Regions from separate parts of the Mus musculus genome. Here all the other regions are linked to region 3. A link is a contact called in public HiCAR-type, HiChIP or PLAC-seq and promoter capture Hi-C data. All regions are on one chromosome and are shown on one strand. Each heading gives the region's core, a stretch centred on a gene start, on an enhancer-like site or on the middle of the called end of the contact. The rest is flanking DNA. Distances are from core to core; before and after follow the strand shown.

Region 1 (2,739 bases), core at 142-2,641, 2.4 Mb after region 3:
AAAAGTTTAGATTTGGGCTGGAGAGATGGCTCAGCAGTTAAGAGCAGTGACTGTCCTGAATTTAACTCCCAGCAACCACATGGTGGCTCACAACCATCCATAATGAGATCTGACGCCCTCTTCTGGTATGTCTGAAGACAGCTACATTGTACTTAGATATAATAATAAATCTTTGGGCTGGAGCAAGCAGGGCCGGAGAGAGCAGAGGTCCTGAATTCAATTCCCAGCAACCACATGATGGCTCACAACCATCATAGCTACACTGTACTCATATACATAAAATAAATAAATAAATATTTTTTAAAAGTTTAGATTTATGATTCTTTTAAGTTTTATAAGAAGACTTTTAAAGATAAGTAACAAAAATCAATGATCCTCTGATTATATCCACAATTTGCAGCCTGCCAGTAATGTAAGCACATTTTAATTTTTATATTGCTTGAAAATTTTGTTAGGATATATAAACTGTGGGAGAAGGAATAAACTTCTTAGACCCACCGAGTTCTTCATCCACCGATGTGTGTGCGCCTGTGCGTGTTCGTGCTTTCCCCACTACAACAAAAAATCTGTTCGACCTACAAAGATGATTCCTGCATCTGTGTTCTGCCAACTCCATGCTGGATGTTGACAGTCACTACCTCATTTTTTCCTTTAAATCAGTTATTGTCCAACATAGCAGCCTCTGGGTTATAATGGCAGACTAAAGAGTTGTCTCAGCACTATACTGGATAGAAAACAAAAATATCTTACTATGTCTTTTATAAAAATGTTGCCAATGTATAGCAGAAGAGACAAACTGAATGTTAAATGGGGAGAAGGAGTCAAATCCAGGCTGGACTCCCGAAGAGAAGGACAGCTAGAGAGAGGTAAATGAGATCTCAGGTATGAGACACAGCATGTAATAGAGTCATCAAAAGTATCTACACACTGGACTGGCAGGACTCAAGCTCACATGAAACACAGGACTGCAGCTGGGAAACCAGAGTAGCAGAAACAGAAAACAGAACTGGTTTAAAGACAGTAAAAGAAGAAAAAAGGGGAAGCCACACTTTTAAATCTCTTTTGAGATATATAAATCTTACAAATGCCTTAGTCTGAGGGCTAGAGTCTAGCATGAACTGTACACCTGGGCCTGAGAGAGACCGGAGCTGGGGATGGATGTTGGAGTACCTATGGTATATGTGGCTCAAGTCATTTGAAAGACAAAAAAACGAAGGAGGGTGAAGGCAGAGTGATGGGGGCAAGAGACACAGCCACAGCAGTTACAGAGTGAGGGAGAAAAGCCAGTAGAGAGAAAAAAAACATTTGATAATGACCCAGATACCCTGGCTCCGAGTACAGAAATACCAGCAAGGTCCCCAGGGAGCCTCAAGCTACTCAGCAGTAGCAATCAAGTGGCACCCTCTTCCTTCCGGCTCTCCCAAGTCTAATTTTGGAGATACCTGTGGCCTATCCTATGTGTAGCAATAAATGAGCAAAACTACCAGCATTGATTGAGGAAATAAATATTTCGCCTTGCTCTGGCAATACCCGACAGCCATCAACCCCTTAAAATAGCTCATGTATTTATTCATCCTATCAAAACAGCAAAGCTGGGTTAGCAGCGCAGAGTACTTTCAAACTAATATTTTTCAGATGATGTCTGAGTTCAGTGATGAACAGCACGCGCTGCTCTTTCAGAAGACCCAGCATCCACCTCACAGCTCAGAACCTTCTGTCACTGCAGTCCTAGAGTACATTTCTTCTGAGGCTCCTTGGGTGCCAGGCATGCACACATGCATGCAGCAAAACACTCATCAGACACATAAAATAATAAAAAAAATAATAATGAGAAGCATATAAGATCTTCCTAGGAACATGCCACATACAAGGAAATGAAGAATCACAACCCAGGCAGAGAGCGCGCTCACAGGAGAAGCGGGTGGGTTTTGACCCTGCAGCCACTCACCGCAGGCAGGGGGCAGTAGAACTGATGAATCGTATGCATGACATCCAAGAGCATGTTGTGTCCCACAACCAGCTTCCCCTGGGGAAAGACGTTAGGAAATGCATGTCAGAGTTGCACCAGGCTTTACAAATAAGGTAGATGCTTCAGATGAGGCAGTCACAACACAGCCAGGCTAGCCGGCTGCTCCCTAGGTAAGCCACACAGGCCTCATGCTCTCCCTACCTCAGCTTCTCAAGTGCTGAGGTTACAGGTGCTCAGCTACTATGCTCATTCTTAGTGATTTTTCCCATTTTTATTCATCTTGTTATTTTCAAAATTTTGTTGTTGGTTTTGTTTTTTTGGACAAGTCTTGCTATACTGTCCAGGTTGCCCCTGAAATTCTGAGCTCCAGCAATCCTCTCGAATTAACATCCCTGAGAAGCTGAGACTATAGAGAACACTCTGCCTGCTGGAAGTAGTTTGACTGAAGCACTTTTAAACGATAAAATCTGAAATCCTGAGAACTTTGACTTCAAATATTTAAGACTCTTAAAACATCTTTAAAACCTACATATTTTTAAAGATTTATTTATAACATTGTTATAAAATGTAAAAAACCTACTTCCTAATGTTCTTAAACTTGATACATTTTCATTTCCTACATCATCTATGTCCAATGGTATGCCATTGCTCTTCTTTTAAAAATGTATTATTAGTCTTGTGTGTGCACTCGAGCACTCATGCACACAAGCACATACTTGAGCAGGTGGTGAAGGGGACAGAAATACAAGCCACAGAGTGCCCACAGAGAA
Region 2 (2,700 bases), core at 123-2,622, 2.9 Mb after region 3:
CACCAAGGTGCCTTCAATATTGCTCAAAGAGCCAGGAGTGGTAGCTCAGGAGGCAGAGGCAGGAGGATATCTGCAAGTTTAAGGGCAGCCAAGTTCCAAGCAGCTGTGGTTACACAGTGAAACTCTGTCGATAGATAGACAGATAGACAAGGCAGGCAGGCAGGCATATATAGACAGATTACTCAGTTCAAACAAATATAAGGAAAAACATTAGTGGCCTGCAGCCTAAAAATTTCCCAAATATTCCTAGGAATTCCATTTAAGCAGCCGAATCAGTCAGGGGAAGTTCTAATGTGAGAGAGTCTTCCTTTCTGAAACTCAGTTTCTGAGCAACTTAGACAGTGGCTGAGAATGCAGTGTGCAACATTGTACTGCCTGCATGTTGGTTCTGAAGGCCACCTATCTGTGCTGCTGTGGGCATGTCATCTTTATAAACATAAGGCCCATCTCTTGTGAGTCTAATCATCATAGCAACCCCCTCACTTATTTATTTGTAGTTTGGTGACAAGAGATACCTGAGGATGAATTATTTCCCAAATGACCTCCCCCCTGCCACAAACTCCCAGTCCTATGTATTTGCTCGTCTTCTACCTTTTAACTAAAATGACTCTTTTTTCTCCAATAGAATATAAATTCCATAACAATATTGACTGTATGTGAATATACGGTATCCCAACCTTCCAACTCAACTGTGCCTCACAAATATCAATAAATGACCCTGGACAAATGTAGAGCTCACTGAAGGTGAAGAAAGACCATTTAGCTGACAATTTCCTTGTATGCAAAACAGAAAGATCCTGGAAAGTCCAAAAGATACTAGTGCAACTAGAAAGCACCACGTTCGTGCTAGAATTAATTGGGGAGGTGGCTGAAACTGAAACTGCATCCAAAGTGGCTATTAAAACAAAAACAAAAAAACAATAAGGGACTCAGCCACACAACTGTCCTTTTTCTCAACTTTCCAACTTTGCACATCCTGCGAAGGTTGCTACTGACACCTGGAGGGCCGGGGAGCGAGCAGGAAGACAAGCGCCAGCTGGGACTAAACGCCTCGGAAGAGACCGGGGGAGCACTGGAGAGCGACTTTTTCGCACGGCCCCTTCGGCAAGTCCCAGTCCCGGTCCTTCAATCCCAGAAGCATCAGTCTGAGGGGGGAAAAGGCGTCGTTTCCAGACCAGCTACGTTGCTGATCAGAGCATCCGGTACGCCCTAGTGGAGTCCCGGCACTGACAGAGGACTCACCTCAGCCACTAGCTCCTTCTTGGCTCACATTCCGACACCGCCGCCTACCCCCCACCCCCCCCAGGCCCTTTATTTTGATTCCCGACTCCGCAGCTCCCGCCGCCGCCGCCAAGCGCTCCCTCCACTTCCGCTTCCGCCCCGCCCCGCCCCTGTCGCAAAACCGATACGCTTCTCTACTACTAGCCCCGCCCCTCTCTCCGAGCCTCCCTGCCTCACCTCTTCCTCCATAATACCACACCCTTCCTCTGCTCCGCCCCCTATGGCCGCTCCCTTTCTCCGCCCATTCCCAGCCCGTCCCCACTCCGCCCAGTCGCTTCCTCCAGTAGCCCCGCCCATTCCCCCGTCCCTCCCTTCCCCTTTCTGGCTCCACCCCTCCCTGAGTCTCGCCCAGTCTTTTCTTTCGCCCCGCCCTCGCCTCCGCGTATTTCTCCGCGCAGGGCACGCTGGGAAGTGGGGGGGGCGGGGCCTCGCGGCCCTGCAGCCTCGTCAGGCTCAGTCCCCTCCCGATAAACCTCAAAATAGGGTCTTACCTAGGGGGCTGGCGGCGTATTTTTTTTAGCAGGAACCCCAGTTTAGGAGTTCTCACTACTGGTTTGATGACGCCATGTCGAACGGATCTTCCAGGCGAAGAACTAGGGAGCTTTTGTGATGGAGTCAAGGAAAGGCTTGCCAGATGGGATTTGTTAGGGTTCCGCTCTAAAAGGTCTTGGGAGCGAGGACTAAGGAGAGAAGATTAATGTGAAATAAAGTATTAATGCTCTGCCTCGTCACGTGATAACCCTTATTTTTACAAATTAAATCGTGCACGTTGCACTGCATCTTTTAGCGCAACCTAGTGGCCAGTGGAGAAAGAACAGTTAAACCTGCCAAATGGGCTTTTGGCAAAGTCCTCCCTACCTATAGCAGTTTCAGTGCTGATCAAGTACATGCAAAGACTGCTGCTGAATATTGACACCAACAGTTAAGAGTACATGATATCCTTACCCAGTTTTATTTTTTCTTTTCAGAGACAGTGTCTCACTTGTGTAGCCTTGGGTTGGCCTGGAACTTGCCCCGCAGACTATGCTGTACTCGAACTTGCAGTCCCTTGCTTTCTGAGTGCTAGGATTAAAGGAGTTTGTGTCACCTGGCAAACGTTTTGTTTTAATAAACCTAGTGCTTTGTAACCAATACTTTTCAGATGACAGGTTGGCCACGAAAAAGAAGATGCTAAAGTTATAAGAACTTTGTGAAATCAAAAATACTTCATGTTTTAAACAGATAAACTGTTCTGTATCCTCGCTACCCCTATCCCCAACCCCACTGAGCCTTGAAGGCTTCACTTTTACTTGACCTAAATATGAGTTGGGTTTTTTTGTTTGTTTTTCCAGACAGGGTTTCTCTGTGTGATAGCCCTGGTTGCCCTGGAACTCTCTGTACACTAGCCTCAAACTCAGAGATCTGCCTGCGGTTGCCTAC
Region 3 (2,700 bases), core at 56-2,555:
CCACATGTTAGTACTGAGGAATCCTTGTGACATTTAAAAAACTTTTCAAGTATTCAAAATGTTAAGGGTGAAAAAAGGTCTTTGTATTGACAGCCAACAGTTTCTGGCGGATCACAAGCCTGCAATGCATCTTGGGATTCCTTCAGGTCGCTTTAGTGCCACCGATACTTAAAACGCAATTACAGTTCCAAACGTAGAAACTACAGTAGGAGCAGCTCTCTGGGCCAGCGAAGAGACAAGTCCTGTCCCCCAAACCCTAGACTTTCACACCCTCCTCCTGCCGGACTTCAAGCCCTATCAGTCCCCACTTCTGGGCCTCGTGGCACTGACTGGCCCAGGGCTGGCAGGGTCCCATACAGTTCCTATGCCTAGGGGTGAACCGCGTGCGGCCTTCCGCGGCGGGGCAATCGCCCCCGGGTCCCCTGGTCTCTGCTCCTCCTGGCCCAGGCGCCCCAAGCCAAGCAGCTCCCAGACTGGAGGCGCCCCACCCAGACCAGCCGGCGCCGCTGTCAGCGCCCCACGTGCGGGCCGGCCGGCCTCCCGTCCTCTCCACCCAGCCCACCGCGGAACTCCGGCCCCAGGCCGCCGCCCGTGCCTTGGGGATATCCAGCCCGGCAACTTACCCGAAGGGCCTCCCGCGCCGCTGCCTGCTCCGTGGTCGCCTCCGGCTGCGCCAGCTGGGGATAGCGGCGGCTGGGCCGGACCCCGCAGGAAGGACGGCACGAATTCAGCGGCGTGGACGTTGGGGACGAAAGGCTTGGCGTTGACGTTGAGTTGCCGGCTGAAAGCCGCGCTGAGGTTCTCACGCTGGGCCTCGGCCACCGCGGCCATGGAGCCGCTGCCGCTCCCGCCGCCGCCGCAAGGCCCGGGCCCGGGGGCCTCCATATCCGTCTGGTCCCAGCAGTCGGGCGCAGAGTCGCTGCTGCTGCTGCTCCCGCCGCCGCCGCCACCGCCGCCACCGCCGCTGCTAGGATCCATGATCGGGGGGGCCGTGTGTGTGGTGAAGAGAGGGCGGGAAATGGAGGCGGGGGCGGCCGACCGGGGAGGAGCAGGCCGCGCTGACCCGGGGAGGACGGCAAGACTGGGGAGCTGACAGTCAATGACTCACTCGCCGGCGTCCTGGGCAGCAGCTACAGTCCAGACAGTACACTCGAGACCAGGTCGACAGCGGCTCAACCCTCCTCGTGTGTGCGAAAGGATCTCCTCCCACCCAACCCCAACTACCGCCGCCGGCCTCACCGCCAACCCCACGTTTGGAGAGAATTGACCTCTCGCTACCACCCGTACCTTCGCCTCGGTAGTTCCCGTCTGTGTCCGCCCGCGTTTCCGCCTACGAAGCGCGGCCGATAGCTAAACTACAAGTCCCGACAGTACCCGCGAAGACCCGGTGCGGTTTTCTCGGGGGCTGACGGGAGTCGGAGTTCAGCGCTCAAGCGTCACCGGAAGCGGCTGGAACTCCCGGCAGGCAGCGCGAGGAGGCAGAAGTCTGGTGGCCCATCTGTCGCAGGGTGGGGGTAGGGGTAGGCTCTACTCGGCTAGGGCAAGACGGTGGGCCGAGCCCTTCCGCACGAGGCGACGATCCACCCTAGCCTGTGAGAACACCCGGTCCGCAGGCCTAACCTAGAGGAATTTTTTTTTCTTCTCCCTTTTCGGCGCCTTTTCTGTCTCCCAGTCTATATACCTTATTCTCTTTCTCTCCACCCGCAGCCAGAGTTTGCCCTACATTTCAAAGCCGGCGGGAGGCGTCTTTCCTTTTATGTATTCATTTTTGGAAGAGGCAGTAAAACCATGAGATGTTACAGCTGAAACTGCGTGTGGCTCATAAAGGTCCAAGGATGTCCGGCAAAAGGATCCTTAACTGGAAAATTTCAGTGACTCATGTTATGTTTGACTAGTCATTAAAAGCCCGCACCTAAAATGTTTTTTCGTCCTTTCATCCTCCCTGCCAGGAGATTTACAAATTAATCGGGATTGCCATATTTTTTAGTGTACCCAGCGGTACCTAATAGTGGCTATTTTGGTGCTTCCAGTTCCTTAGCTGCCATTAGGTAAAGTGCTGTTCTTTTGAAAGGCCGCATCTGTCAGCTATTCTTACAGTCCTTTAATAATGAGGGCATCTCACACTTTCAAGTTGCATTTTAGTAATTGTGGGGTAAGTGACAAGCAAGAAAAAATAAAATTCACCTTTATTTTTTACTGCACGAAGTAGGAATACCTGTTCTAAATACCTGTTAAATGCTCCTGTAATTCACCCATGGAGACCAAGACAAAGAAAAGTATACTCTTAATTTTACTTGCTCTGAAAAGAGTCTAGACAGAATGCAACTAACCTACTTGGAAATTACAGAGTAACATATTCAAAATGTTCAAACAACGAGTTTTTTTTTTTTTTAAATCTGGATCTAAGATATCTAAATTGGAATGCTGACTTTAAACATTTGTATAATAAAAAGTGAGAATTTGGCCTAACGAGAGAGGTAATAGACAAAGTTGTCAATAATTTTTTGTTTGTTTTGTTTTTGTTTTGTTGGGTTTTTTGGTTTTTCGAGACAGGGTTTCTCTGTATAGCCATGGCTGTCCTGGAACTCACTCTGTAGACCAGGTTGGCCTCGAACTCAGAAATCCACCTGCCTCTGCCTTCCAAGTGCTGGGATTAAAGGCCAGCACCACCAATGCCCGGCTTTGTCAATTACTTTTTAA
Region 4 (2,762 bases), core at 113-2,612, 2.4 Mb before region 3:
AAAGGCTTTTAATCCCAGCGCCCAGGAGGTAGAGGCAGGAGGATCTCTATGATTTCAAGGCAATCCCAAAACTACCAAAAAAAAAAAAAAAAAAAGTTGTTTCAAGAAACAAAACAGGCCGGGCGTGGTGGCGCACCGGAGGCAGAGGCAGGCGGATTTCTGAGTTCAAGGCCAGCCTGGTCTATCTACAAAGTGAGTTCCAGGACAGCCAGGGCTATACAGAGAAACCCTGTCTCGAAATACCAAAAAAGAAAAAAAAAAAAAAAAAAAAAAGAAGGAAACAAAACAAAGAGCACCAGCACACCTGGCTTTGAGCCTAGTCCTAAGGAAAATGGAATATGAACTTTCAGAGAGTCCAGAGATTAGGCTCTGGGAACCAGACAGATCAGGGAGAAGTCCGGAGAAGCCAGAGCAGGCAGGATCAGATCCTGCAGGACTTCCATCCAGTACAGATGGCATACATAAGCTGTCAGCTCAGAGGCTGAGAGGTCCCGTCATTGTGCTGCCCTCTTGTTCCCAGGCTTCCAGACCTCTTTCCTGGCACTGATCACTCTGAGTGAGCAGTGCAGGGGCCCGGGTGCCAGCAATTGCACATGGGGGGCGGGGGCGGGACGCGGCGGTCGCACGTGTCCCGGGAGCGTGCATGGGACAGGTGCCGGGCCGCTACTAGCGCTGGGCGCACTGTCCGCCAGGCGGCCCTGGTGTCCAGCTCCCTCCGGTCCCCTTCTCCGGGAAATCTCGGTGAGCGTCCCCAGGTCGCTCACACCTCCGGAGAATTTTCCTTTGGATTCACACGCTTTACTTGCCCCACTAAGGTTGGGAATTCTGGCATTAAAAAAACATAGAAAGGGCGCTGCAAACAGAGGTAGACTGCACTTCTCAGGAACTCGAGGAGTCAGCACATAAACACTGCGTGACCATGCACTTGCAAGCCCGGGAAAGGCCCCCGCGGGGTGCGGTCACCCGGCGGAGTCACGTGACTCTCAGACGGGGTGCGGGAGCGAAGCGAGCACCGCGCAAGCGCAATCCCTTGGCTCCAGTGTACAGATATTTCTTCTTCTGCTTTGGTTGGTCGCACGCAAACACTGTCAACTCCTCCCTGCTCTACAGTCTTCAAGTTCCCTGACATTTACTCCTTCCCCCAGCCCCCCGCCCATTGATGACATCAGTTCGACAGGCGGGTAAGCCAATCAGAACGCTGCGTTCAGGGGCCAGCACGCGGAACCCGTTGCGGCGGGCCAATGGGGAAGGTCGACGGTGGGCGCGCCCCAACCGCCTCCTGCCGGGGAAGCGCCGCTGGCCAAGTGGGCGGCGCTTTCCAGTCAGCATGTGGGCGGGGGAGGGCGGGGCCCGGTCGCCGCAGAGGCGTCGACGCCGCCGCCGTAGACGACGTTCCTCAGTCTTCGAGGTGGGCTCGGCGGCGCAGGCCGGACAGGGAACGCCGGTTGGAGAGCGGCGGCGGTCGGACCGAGGCCGCGGGGCCGTGGGTGGGCGGTAAAGGGGTGCGGGCGAGGCTAGGGCAGGGTGCGGCACCTCGGAGCGGGGTTGGTGGGCAGAGGACTCGGGCTGTGCGGGGTGGGTGCCGGCTCCGCGGGCTTGCACAGAGGCCTGGGCCGGCCGCCGGGCCCCTCGTTCCCGGGCCTGTCGACGACGACGTTCCCGCGGGGACCGCGCTTAAGGAGGACGCGGCGGCGGCGGCCAGGCCGCGGGAGGCCGCGGAGGATGGAGGAGCGGAAGGAGGAGGGCGAGGCGGAGATCCAGGAGCACGGGCCGGAGCATTGGTTCTCCAAGTGGGAGCGGCAGTGCCTGGCCGAGGCCGAGCAGGACGAGCAGTTGTCTCCCGAGCTGCAGGAGGAGGCGGCGGCCGCCGCGCAGCCCGAGCACAAGCAACAGAAGCTGTGGCATCTCTTCCAGAACTCGGCCACGGCCGTGGCTCAGCTCTACAAAGGTGAGGCCGCGCCGCCATCTTGGCGCCGCCCCGGCCTGCGGAGCTGCTCTTCCCCCCGGTTCCCGGCTCGGTCCCCGGGACCTGGCGGCTCCTCGCACCCTGCGGGGATAGCCGGACGACTGGGAGGGGAGGGCCGTGCCGCGGACCCCTGGCCATCTGACCCGCAGGACGGCGACGGAGGAGCTACCCTGGGAGGGGGAAAACTACGATGAAGGATGGGGAGACCCCCGATTTAGAGTACCTCCCGAGGGTCCCCACGTACCGGTCCGGGTGTCCCCGGTCGGATCGTGGGGGTAGGGGAGGAGTCCCTGTCACAAAATGGCGAAGGAGGCGGTGGGGCGGCCCTATTGTGCCCCGAGCCGGCCTCGGGGCGGAGACTGCTAGGGGCGCTTCCCTGAGCCTGCCGGGCGGCGTTCGCCACTCGGGTTGCGCTGTTGTCAGGTTCCCCTTCCTCGACCCAGTAACTCCGGTCTCACGCTCCCTTTGGGATCCCCAAATCCTGAACAAAATGGCGAAACCTAATATGGCCGTTCCGGAGTGAGTGACGCCCAAATAACATTCTCTTCTTTCTCTATGTCCTTGTGTGTGTCTTTTTCCCCCCCCTATTGTTTTTTTTCCCCCCTTTTTGTTTCCAGACCGAGTGTGTCAGCAGCCAGGACTTTCTCTCTGGGTCCCCTTCCAAAACGCAGCCACCGCCGTCACCAACCTCTATAAAGGTAAAGATAACCTTGCTGTCTTGCCAGGGTAGGCGGGGAGGGAGGAAGGGCAGGCCACGTTCCGGTTGACAGCCGATGTTCTGAGTGTGTTTTCTCCT
Region 5 (2,700 bases), core at 140-2,639, 2.6 Mb after region 3:
AACCAGCAGAAATAAGGGCCTCAAACCGGATTTATCTGGCAACCGGATTTCTCTCTCCCTCTCTCTCTCTCTCTCTCTCTCTCTCTCTCTCTCTCTCTCTCTCCCTCCCTCTCTCTCTCCCTCTCCCTCTCCCTCCCTCTCCCTCTCCCCTCTCCCCTCTCCCCTCTCCCCTCTCCCCTCTCCCCTCTCTCTCTCCTCTCTCCTCTCTCCCTCCCAAGTGCTGGGATTAAAGGCATGCGCCACCACTCCACCACTGCCCGACTGTATTTCTTTATCTCATGCTAGTCTCCATAACATTAACCACGCGGAGAAAACAAGATTTATTCCAAGCAGCTCCTCAATAGCTGAGGAGTTAAATGATCTGTTAACCTCTTAAGATAATCTGGCTACCTCCCACCCATGACCCCAATTCTTATCGTCAGGTTCTTTGGGCTTCGTGTGTTTTCATGATCTTGCTCCAGACTCTTTCCTCATTGCTCCAGTTCATCCTCCTAGCCTATCTGAAACTTATGAAATATAAAGCTCCGGGATAATGCGGTGGGCGGGCCCATGTCAAGGTATCCCCCTGAGGAATCACACCTTGAGACAGATCAAATATAAAGATGAAATGAATAGGGATATAGAAAGGGGCAGAAGCGGAGGACAAAGAGAGGGAAGAGAGGCTGCCTGAGAACACATGGGAATAGAGAGTGAAAGAACTGGGGTAGTGACTCCTCTGTATGCTGGTGCTGCTGTCACACTTGCCTTGCACCTGGCGGGCAGCGGGCAATGACACAAGCTGTTGCTGGGTAGCTCTTGGCCTGAGCCTGGTGGAATTGTACACCAATAGAAACTCCCGCTCTCCTTCCCTGTGGTCCCTGCGTCAGACCCCAAGCCCCTCCTACTTCTCTTCTGCCCAGCTGCAGGCTGTAGGCACCTTCATTAACCAATCCGGGATAACTGGGGGGTGGGGGGTGAGGGGGAGGAGTTATATAACAAAAGCAGGTATATGTGAGGACCCTGTTTCTTCCGCGCTTACGCCCCCGCGGTGCTAGCTGGGGCCGCAATTCTCGGGTTCCCCACGCCTTCTGCACTACGTCTGCCAGCTGAAAGGGACGTTGACTGAATAAACTTTTGCGAATCAACTCGGCCGAGGCAGGGGTCAGGGCTGGGTGACGCAAAGCGCGAGGCTACCCTCGAGGTTCTCCTTTCCGCGTCCTTAATGCTCAAGTCTCTGCGACTACAGCTGCTGGCACCAGCCAGGAGGGACACGGGTAGTGAGTGGACGCCGACAAAGTTTGGACTACATCTCCCGTGATGCCTTGCAGCCCAAGGGCTATTCCGTCTCCTCGATCTCTTCGGGCTGCTCCACGTCCGCCTGGACTACACATCCGGGCCGAGTCCGCGGTGGGCGCGGCGCCCACGGTGGGCGTGGCATGCCCCGAGGCGGGGCGAAGCGGAGCGGGGCGGGGCGGGGCGGTGGCCACCTAACTCGGCCTGGCGGCGGCCTAGACGATGCCACTGCTGGTGGATGGGCAGCGCGTCCGTCTGCCACGGTCCGCTGTGGAGCTGGTCCGGGCGCACCCGCCTCTGGAGGTGAGCGACCTACCCGGGCTTTCGGGGCGGATGGGAACTCCGCAGCCCGGCCGCCGACGCGCTTTCACTAGGGACCTGGTGAGACGAGGCCCAGAGAGGTTAAGGTGACTTACGGAAGGTCGCACAGCGCGTACACAGCGCGAGGACACTCGGCGGGCTCTGCAAGTCGGGGCGCTCGTGCGGATCCCCGCATTACCCAGCTGCAGAAAGGTGTGGGCGGGGGTCCCAGTTCTTTGCGCGCTCATTCCTGCCCCCCAGGGCGTAGAGGGGCGCGGATTATTTTTTAGCTAGAAATAAGGGATTCGTTTGGAAGTTGCTGGGTCCGGGAGGACTGCTCCCTGATGGAGTCTTGTTCTTTCCTTGTGGGGACTTCTGAAAGAGGGCTCATAGTGAAGGCAGTGATGACCAAGTATCCCACATACTAATTTGGACTCAGCCCGTCCATGGATCTCACATAGTACAGTCTAGGACGGGACCTGTTTCCTAATCAGTTATAGCCTTGAAGGAAAGATGCCCACGTTCCCTCTGAGAGGTGAAGCACTGCGTCTCTGTGGAGTTTGTGGTTCTGTCTGCTTACTTGCTTTGTCTTCCCCTGGATCTGCTTCCTGGAGCAAATGCTTCCTGAAAGCAGATGGCATTGTGCTAACCGAATATTTGTTGGGTAAGTGAATGGGCAGAATGACCCCTGAGAACTACGGGACAGGGAGACTGACTGTTAATTTGAATTTCAAGACAGCCTGATCCTAATACTGGCTCCTACAAATCGGGCTAGGCACTGTACACTGTGTCGATGAAGCCAGAAATAACACAAGAAAAGTTCCAGCACTTCAAGGATTTAGGAGCCTCTCTCCTGTGTCTGAAACTTGTAGTTTTAGTGGCCACGCAGCACATTACATGAGGCAGAGACGAGGTGATGTAGGGTGGTGTCTCCGGAAGCAAGGGTTTGGTTTATTTAGGGAGACGCAGCCCAGAAAGGATGCAGAGTGGAGAGTTGGTTTTCAAGAGCAGGGAAGTGGGGCCAAGGAGGCCCCCAGTGAGGAGGGCAAAGAGGGCTGCACATAGAGGCCAGGGGAACAGTTGGAGTGAGGACTTCAGGCCCACTTGCCTTAGGGGATGATGTGAAGG
Region 6 (2,700 bases), core at 97-2,596, 2.4 Mb after region 3:
CCTGTCTCAAAAAACCAAAAAAGAAAAAAAAAAAAAAATCCAGAACTGGAGGATACCAGCTGGACAGCAACATGAGTGTAGTTAATGCTACCAAATTCCAAAACCACTTAAGAACAAATGCAATAGAGCTAGGAAATGTCTTGAAGCGTAAAGTGCTTGCCATGCAAACACGAGGACCTGAGTTTGGACCTTCACCATATAAAAACTGAGCATGTCAGCACACAGTAACAGGACCCCACAGCTGTCATCCTGGCACCTGTAACCCCAGCATGGATCTTGTAGGAGAGACAGATTCGGGGGGCCTGCTGGCCAGCCATCTTAGTAAAATACCCAGCTCTAGATTCAACAAGAGAAACACGTTGAAAACTTATTTTAAACATAAGCTACCCAAAAACAACCTCTGGCCTCCACTCATCATATACATATACATATTTGTGTGTGTGTGTAGTGTGTGCATTTCGAAATGATAAACTTGGATAGGTGTATTTTGTCACAGGAAAAAGACCTCAACCTAAACCCCCTGCTTTTTAACCATATACACCTAAATTAGTTTAAACAGCACCAGAACCATAATCTCTATCCAAAAATCTCACGCCCTGACCAACCACAAAACCACATCTCTCCCAGGCTTTTGCCATGACCAGTGAGGAAGGAGGCAGGGAGCCTTTGCAATACAAGGTGTAAGCCCAGAGCTTTCAAGGGAGTGATACCTGAAAACTCCCCATCGATGGCGAAGAAGTCAGCCTCCTCTATGGCCTGGTACACTTTGTGAAGATTAATCTTAAAATCTGCAGAGAAACCAAGAAAAGGCTCAGAACAGGTGGCCTGCCTTCCTGCCCACCAACTAAAGGGAGATGGGAGAAAGGGCCGGAGGAGCTCCCGGGGCATCGGAGAAGCGGAATAAGTGTTCAAGGACCACAAGGGACACCTCCTCCAGGGGTCACTAGATAAAGTATGCACGACTGAAAAGGGCTAGCCCTGAGCAGGTGAGCAGGGAAAAGAAAGGCATGGATGCCAAAGGTGCACGCTTTGCAGAGCGACAAGTCCCACCAGCAGCACCGCTTTTCAGAGGAAGTATTGCCCGGCGGGACTGACTTGTCCCGGGCCCCGCTAAACTCGAGAGGTCTGGGCCTAGCACGCTAGGTGGGCTTGAGGACAGGGATGGGGGTTGTGCGGCGGACACGCACTGCTCCGGATTATCTCCATCCTGCGGCGCAGACGGAACCTTGGCCCCGCCCAGGCTGACGCCGGTCCACGCGCAGAGTTCCGCAGCAAAAGCAGCGTGGGGATGTCGGAGGCCGCCACGAAACAGCACAGGACACTTCCGGAAACAGCGCGCGCCGCTGCGCCTGCGTCAGATCTGTGTCACGTTAGGGGCGGAGCCCGGGCCCTCCGGGCTGCCTAGAAAGGAAAAAGGGGCATTGCTATCAAAGTCTCAAGGCCTGGCCCATATGTTGGAGAAGTTTCCTGTCCTGAACCTGGTTGATCAAGAGACATATGGACTGGTTTCCCCTGGGTCTATAATTCCAGTCTGAGAAGGATGAGGCAGGAGAATTTGCAAATTCGAGGCCAGCTTAGGGAACATAATGAGAGTCTGTCTAAAAATTTTTAAATTAATTTTATATATACAAATATATAATTCTTGCTTAATTTGTGGGGTAAAGTGTTGGAGAAGTATACGTGCGCATTTGTGTGGCGGTCGGTGATCACTAGTAGTAAGCAAAGAAGGACCTCCCGTGGCTGTTCTTGTTCTCCACCTTCCTTGAGACAGGGTCTCTCTCACTGACTGAACTTGTTTCAGCCGGAGTGGCGCCTAAAATGCCAGTCTCTGACTCCCAACACTGGGTTTACAAGATTGCAGGGCTGTGCCTAGCTTTTTTTTCATGGGTGCTGGGGATTTGTCCATGAGTCTGGATGACTCCACAGCAAGTGCTCTTACCCACGGAACCATCTCTATGCCCCATATTGACTGAGTTCCGGTTCTATGCCACTCTGGTAGAAGAGAGACACTGTGATGACAAATCATGGTGGTTGTCCCATTGCAGCGTAAAACTTGGATAAGAAGAAAAAAAAAAAAAAGCCAGGCAGACATCAGACTTGCTACTTGGAAACATGATAGTTGCTATGGAGATAAAGAGCAAAATTCTGCAGCAGAGAGTGTTAGGTAATCAGAAAAGGCAGAGCCATTTTTGGGAGCCTACTTTGTGACCTAACACTCTACAAAAGTGGCAAGTACTCTTAACCTCTGAGCCATCTCTCCAGCCCTACATTCAGCTCACCTCAAAGAGTTTCAGGATTTTGTTAGCCAGCCCCTGCTGGCTTATTCCAGAGATAAAGTGTTCACAGGGGCTAGATAGTTGGCTGTTAACAACTGTAATCTTTCCAATATTTATCCTCCAAAGAGTAAATGAGACCCCGTGTGATGGCTATTCTTGGGTGTCAACTTGACAATATCTGTACTAAGCTACAATTCAGAAATGGAAGGCACACCTGTGAGAGATTTCCTGCTTGATTTACAGTGAGTGAATTCACTTCTAGTCCAGACCTCTGAGGTAGGAAGACATACATGCTTAATCCAGATCTTGAGGCAAGAAGACACACACCTTTAATCTAGATCTTGAGGTAGGAAGACACAACTCTAATCTGGGCCAACCTTCTGCTGGCAGCCTATGTAAGGACCTGGAAGAAGGAAGCGCTTAC
Region 7 (2,801 bases), core at 280-2,779, 2.6 Mb after region 3:
AGTTGAGAATCGCCATTCCAAGTGAAGCTCATGGTACCAAAAAGTCGACACTATGCTCGTCAGAAGAATCAAGGAAAAAAAACATCTTTTTCTCTGATTGCTTTCCACCCAATTTATACTTGAAATAGCCGAGGAGCAAGATATGCCACTGTGTGCACATGAAGACATCTGGCTTAATTTCTACAATTACTGCTTTCAACAAGTCCTGTAATATCAGCAGTTTGGGAGGCAGAGGCAGGAGGATCACTTTAAGTTCGAGACCAGCCTAGTCTACAGAGAGTTACAGAAGAGCCAGGGTTACTTTCACAAAACCGGGGACTGAACAAGGAGAGATTGAAGAAGGGGGCGAGGGTTGGTGGGGAGGATGGAAGGAAGGATTGATTTCACTTGTAGGGAAAGCTAGGTTTTTACATCATACCGGATAAGCAGAATTTCGAGAAGGGACAGAGAGAAAAGACTGGGAGGACAGAACGTTAGGCACTGAAAGCACAGTCCATGAAGAAACCCAAGGACCTGTTTGTTCTCAATAGCCAGCCCTTAGATGGGAACAATTAGAGTCTATTTAACATGCCCGAGTAGGTAGCCAGATCCATCAAGCTGCTGTTGCCCCAAGGGGTGAGCAGGGCTAGACACAGGTTCCCATGGACTTGGAATTGACCTGAAGTCCTCTCATGATTCTCACTCAGAAAGAGGAACCCAAACGTAGTGAGACCAGCTGGGACCACCTCCTCTTCCCAGCCCCCAAATAAACTCACCAGTTACAGAATACCCAACCCTTTCTGGATACCAGGGGTTCTAGTCTGGGGTTTGCTTGCTACAGCATCGGAATCACGTGGGGAAACTTCTTAAACTCTACAAACTGAGTTCCCGCCCACCCGAGCTTGAGACCCGAGGCTGCAAAGCCATGTTTTCACCAAGGTCCCCAGGTGATTCCTACGCCCGCCAAAAGTTACAATTTGTCTCCTAACTTGGAAAGCACTGAACATCTGTGGCTTTTGCAGGGGCCTCCGCGACAACTAGGACTTCTTCCCGTACGCTTCTGGGGCCCACACCGATTGCTCCTGTCACCCTACAGGACCAGCGCGGGTTCAGGCCGGGTCCTACGCCGAGCCTCGGTAAAGCCAAAGCCGGCTCCGACAGCGCCGGGCCCACCTCCCCTCAGCCACCGGGCCCCGTGACGTGGCCCGGCCCGGCCCGGCCCGGCCGCCCTCCTCCAACGAGACTCCTTAGTCCTACGGGGAAACCAGTCGCCCCGGTGGCGAAGACCCGGGACCACAGCGCCGCCCGCTCCTTCCGTACCTTCTCCAGGGACGCGTCCATGGCTGAGGCGTCCGGTGCTGGGCCCGCGGTGCTGGGCACTACTTCCGCCTCCCGCGGCCCGCAGCGGTTTCCACGCTGGCAGCGCTGACGTCCTCCCCGCCCGCAGCCGGCGGGGCGGAGAGGAGGAGGAGCTGCCCCGCAGCGCGGCCCGCAGGTATCCTGCGGCTTGCTGAAGGCGGGGCTAGGCCCGTCGGGTGGGCGGGGCCTCCCGGGGCGGGGCCTTCTAGGCTTCCGTACTTGGGCGTCACGCCGGCCGGTCCTAACGCTGCTTGGTGGCAAGAACCCCGTCTATAGGGCGGTCCAACTTGAAGCCTGTGACGACCGTCGCAATGAGATATCCACCAGGTAAAATACTATCGACTCAGCTGCACGGCCCAAGCCAGGCTTTCAAGTCCTCCGCCGTCAACACCGGTCAGGAATGGAGTAGTTATTTACCTTAGCAGCCTAAGACCAGCGCTCACCCTTGCGCATGCGCGGGATGATGTATTTTGTCAGCTCTTTCCTCAGAAGTCCAGACAGAAAGGAATTCGAGGCCGCTGTTCTGGCGTCCTCCCTCATGTCACAATGATGGCTTGTCGGAGGATGGGTAATAATAATGATAATAGTAGGTCTGTTGCCTTTCCATTTTATATCAGAGCAGAAATTTGATATGGAGGTCATTATTATCCGTTTTAGGTTTAGTCCCTTGCAGCCCGGCAGTACACCTCATTATTCCCGCTTCACACCCGCTAGGTGGGGGTAGTGCGTTTTTAGTGAGTAAGAGCCCGTGGGATTTGTTTCCTACATTGCTCCACTACTGATGGGTAGGTGAAATGGGATCTTACCACCATTGTGGTCAGTGAAACTTCCTGCACAGAAGTCTGATGATGCTAAAAACCACAAAGCTATCCCTACCCTCTCTATTTCTTATGCAGCATGCTCCCCCAAACCCCCAGGTTGGGTCGGGTTGTCAGTGTAGTAATTATCTGCAGGCGGTCTCTACTTTGTATTTGGATAAATGGCCTGCTTGTGTTGTTAACATTTCCTAGCAAAGAAATCGTGTGTGCTGCTTTTGAGTGACTCTCCAGTTAACTGGAAAAAAAAAAAAAAAGTGATGAAATAGTGCCTTTTTTTTTTTTTTCCTTTCTTTTTTGGTTTTTCGAGACACGGTTTCTCTGTACAGCCCTGGCTGTCCTGGAACTCACTCTGTAGACCAGGCTGGCCTCGAACTCAGAAATCCGCCTGCCTCTGCCTCCTGAGTGTTGGGATTAAAGGAGTATGCCACCACGCCTGGCTTGAAATGGTGCCTTTCAAAGACTGAAAACTGATGTGCTCCTGCTTGAACAAAACAATGTGTTATGAAAATTTCCAAACCTGTAGAAAGGACAAAAGAATTTCGGTGAACAGTCATGTGCCCATTAGCTAGATTAGTTGCTATTTTCTTCTTTTTTTTTATCACATGTGTATTCAGATAACTATCCATCAATATTTGTGCTGGTACA

What was found. Promoter capture Hi-C pulls out the DNA fragments that hold promoters and counts their contacts. HiCAR-type assays count read pairs that join an accessible place to other places. HiChIP or PLAC-seq counts read pairs in DNA pulled down with a chosen protein or histone mark. Capture Hi-C pulls out chosen DNA fragments and counts their contacts.
Region 1: an H3K4me3 HiChIP or PLAC-seq map of pro-B cells shows a contact between it and region 3, with 7 times the contacts expected there. The contact joins the enhancer-like site here to the promoter of Gspt1 in region 3. A contact is called at or near these places in 1 of 39 promoter capture datasets (hippocampal neurons) and 4 of 115 datasets of contacts at active chromatin or transcription factors (embryonic forebrain, embryonic stem cells, epiblast stem cells and 1 more).
Region 2: a contact with region 3 is called in a promoter capture Hi-C map of adipose tissue, with 3 times the contacts expected there. The contact joins the promoter of Marf1 here to the promoter of Gspt1 in region 3. A contact is called at or near these places in 1 of 39 promoter capture datasets (pre-B cells), 3 of 484 Hi-C or Micro-C datasets (muscle stem cells, regulatory T cells and uterus), 2 of 115 datasets of contacts at active chromatin or transcription factors (large pre-B cells and regulatory T cell precursor) and 2 of 9 other capture datasets (adipose tissue and liver).
Region 4: a contact with region 3 is called in a promoter capture Hi-C map of liver, with 2.1 times the contacts expected there. The contact joins the promoter of 1810013L24Rik here to the promoter of Gspt1 in region 3. A contact is called at or near these places in 1 of 115 datasets of contacts at active chromatin or transcription factors (astrocytes) and 1 of 9 other capture datasets (liver).
Region 5: a contact with region 3 is called in a HiCAR-type map of astrocytes, with 6 times the contacts expected there. The contact joins the promoter of Ntan1 here to the promoter of Gspt1 in region 3. A contact is called at or near these places in 1 of 39 promoter capture datasets (hippocampal neurons), 1 of 484 Hi-C or Micro-C datasets (CD8 T cells) and 3 of 115 datasets of contacts at active chromatin or transcription factors (astrocytes, embryonic forebrain and large pre-B cells).
Region 6: a contact with region 3 is called in a promoter capture Hi-C map of hippocampal neurons, with 5 times the contacts expected there. The contact joins the promoter of Parn here to the promoter of Gspt1 in region 3. A contact is called at or near these places in 1 of 39 promoter capture datasets (hippocampal neurons), 4 of 484 Hi-C or Micro-C datasets (B cells, hematopoietic stem and progenitor cells, liver and 1 more), 4 of 115 datasets of contacts at active chromatin or transcription factors (embryonic stem cells, large pre-B cells, pro-B cells and 1 more) and 1 of 9 other capture datasets (adipose tissue).
Region 7: a promoter capture Hi-C map of pre-B cells shows a contact between it and region 3, with 4 times the contacts expected there. The contact joins the promoter of Pdxdc1 here to the promoter of Gspt1 in region 3. A contact is called at or near these places in 2 of 39 promoter capture datasets (liver and pre-B cells) and 1 of 115 datasets of contacts at active chromatin or transcription factors (astrocytes).

What each region holds. Positions count from the first base shown.
Region 1 is chr16:13,638,305-13,641,043 of GRCm38.p6, forward strand. Parn (poly(A)-specific ribonuclease (deadenylation nuclease)) reads right to left here. Exons shown (of 24, transcript NM_028761.3): 13 at 1,949-2,026. Among named protein-coding and RNA genes, the nearest start is that of Parn, 28 kb to the right of the region's middle. Within about 2 kb of position 1,392, at least 8 of the 459 cell types and tissues checked have an H3K27ac peak or open chromatin away from gene starts, as enhancers often do. A contact at or near this core is called in pro-B cells, where this site is marked.
Region 2 is chr16:14,157,902-14,160,601 of GRCm38.p6, forward strand. Marf1 (meiosis regulator and mRNA stability 1) reads right to left here and starts at 1,373. Exons shown (of 27, transcript NM_001081154.2): 1 at 1,243-1,373. Mir484 (microRNA 484) reads left to right here and starts at 1,725; the gene lies at 1,725-1,791.
Region 3 is chr16:11,253,020-11,255,719 of GRCm38.p6, forward strand. It overlaps Gspt1 (G1 to S phase transition 1), which reads right to left and starts at 1,306. Exons shown (of 15, transcript NM_146066.2): 1 at 624-1,306. The coding sequence starts at 978. It overlaps LOC115488671, which reads right to left and starts at 617. Exons shown (of 2, transcript XM_030249388.1): 1 at 1-617. It overlaps Mir1945 (microRNA 1945), which reads right to left and starts at 1,426; the gene lies at 1,349-1,426.
Region 4 is chr16:8,828,738-8,831,499 of GRCm38.p6, forward strand. It overlaps 1810013L24Rik (RIKEN cDNA 1810013L24 gene), which reads left to right and starts at 1,363. Exons shown (of 4, transcript NM_001081400.3): 1 at 1,363-1,948; 2 at 2,584-2,664. The coding sequence starts at 1,723.
Region 5 is chr16:13,817,862-13,820,561 of GRCm38.p6, forward strand. It overlaps Ntan1 (N-terminal Asn amidase), which reads left to right and starts at 1,390. Exons shown (of 10, transcript NM_010946.4): 1 at 1,390-1,575. The coding sequence starts at 1,495.
Region 6 is chr16:13,666,824-13,669,523 of GRCm38.p6, forward strand. It overlaps Parn (poly(A)-specific ribonuclease (deadenylation nuclease)), which reads right to left and starts at 1,347. Exons shown (of 24, transcript NM_028761.3): 1 at 1,188-1,347; 2 at 711-788. The coding sequence starts at 1,206.
Region 7 is chr16:13,901,616-13,904,416 of GRCm38.p6, forward strand. Pdxdc1 (pyridoxal-dependent decarboxylase domain containing 1) reads right to left here and starts at 1,530. Exons shown (of 23, transcript NM_053181.3): 1 at 1,300-1,530. The coding sequence starts at 1,320. It also overlaps a transcript of Mpv17l not described here.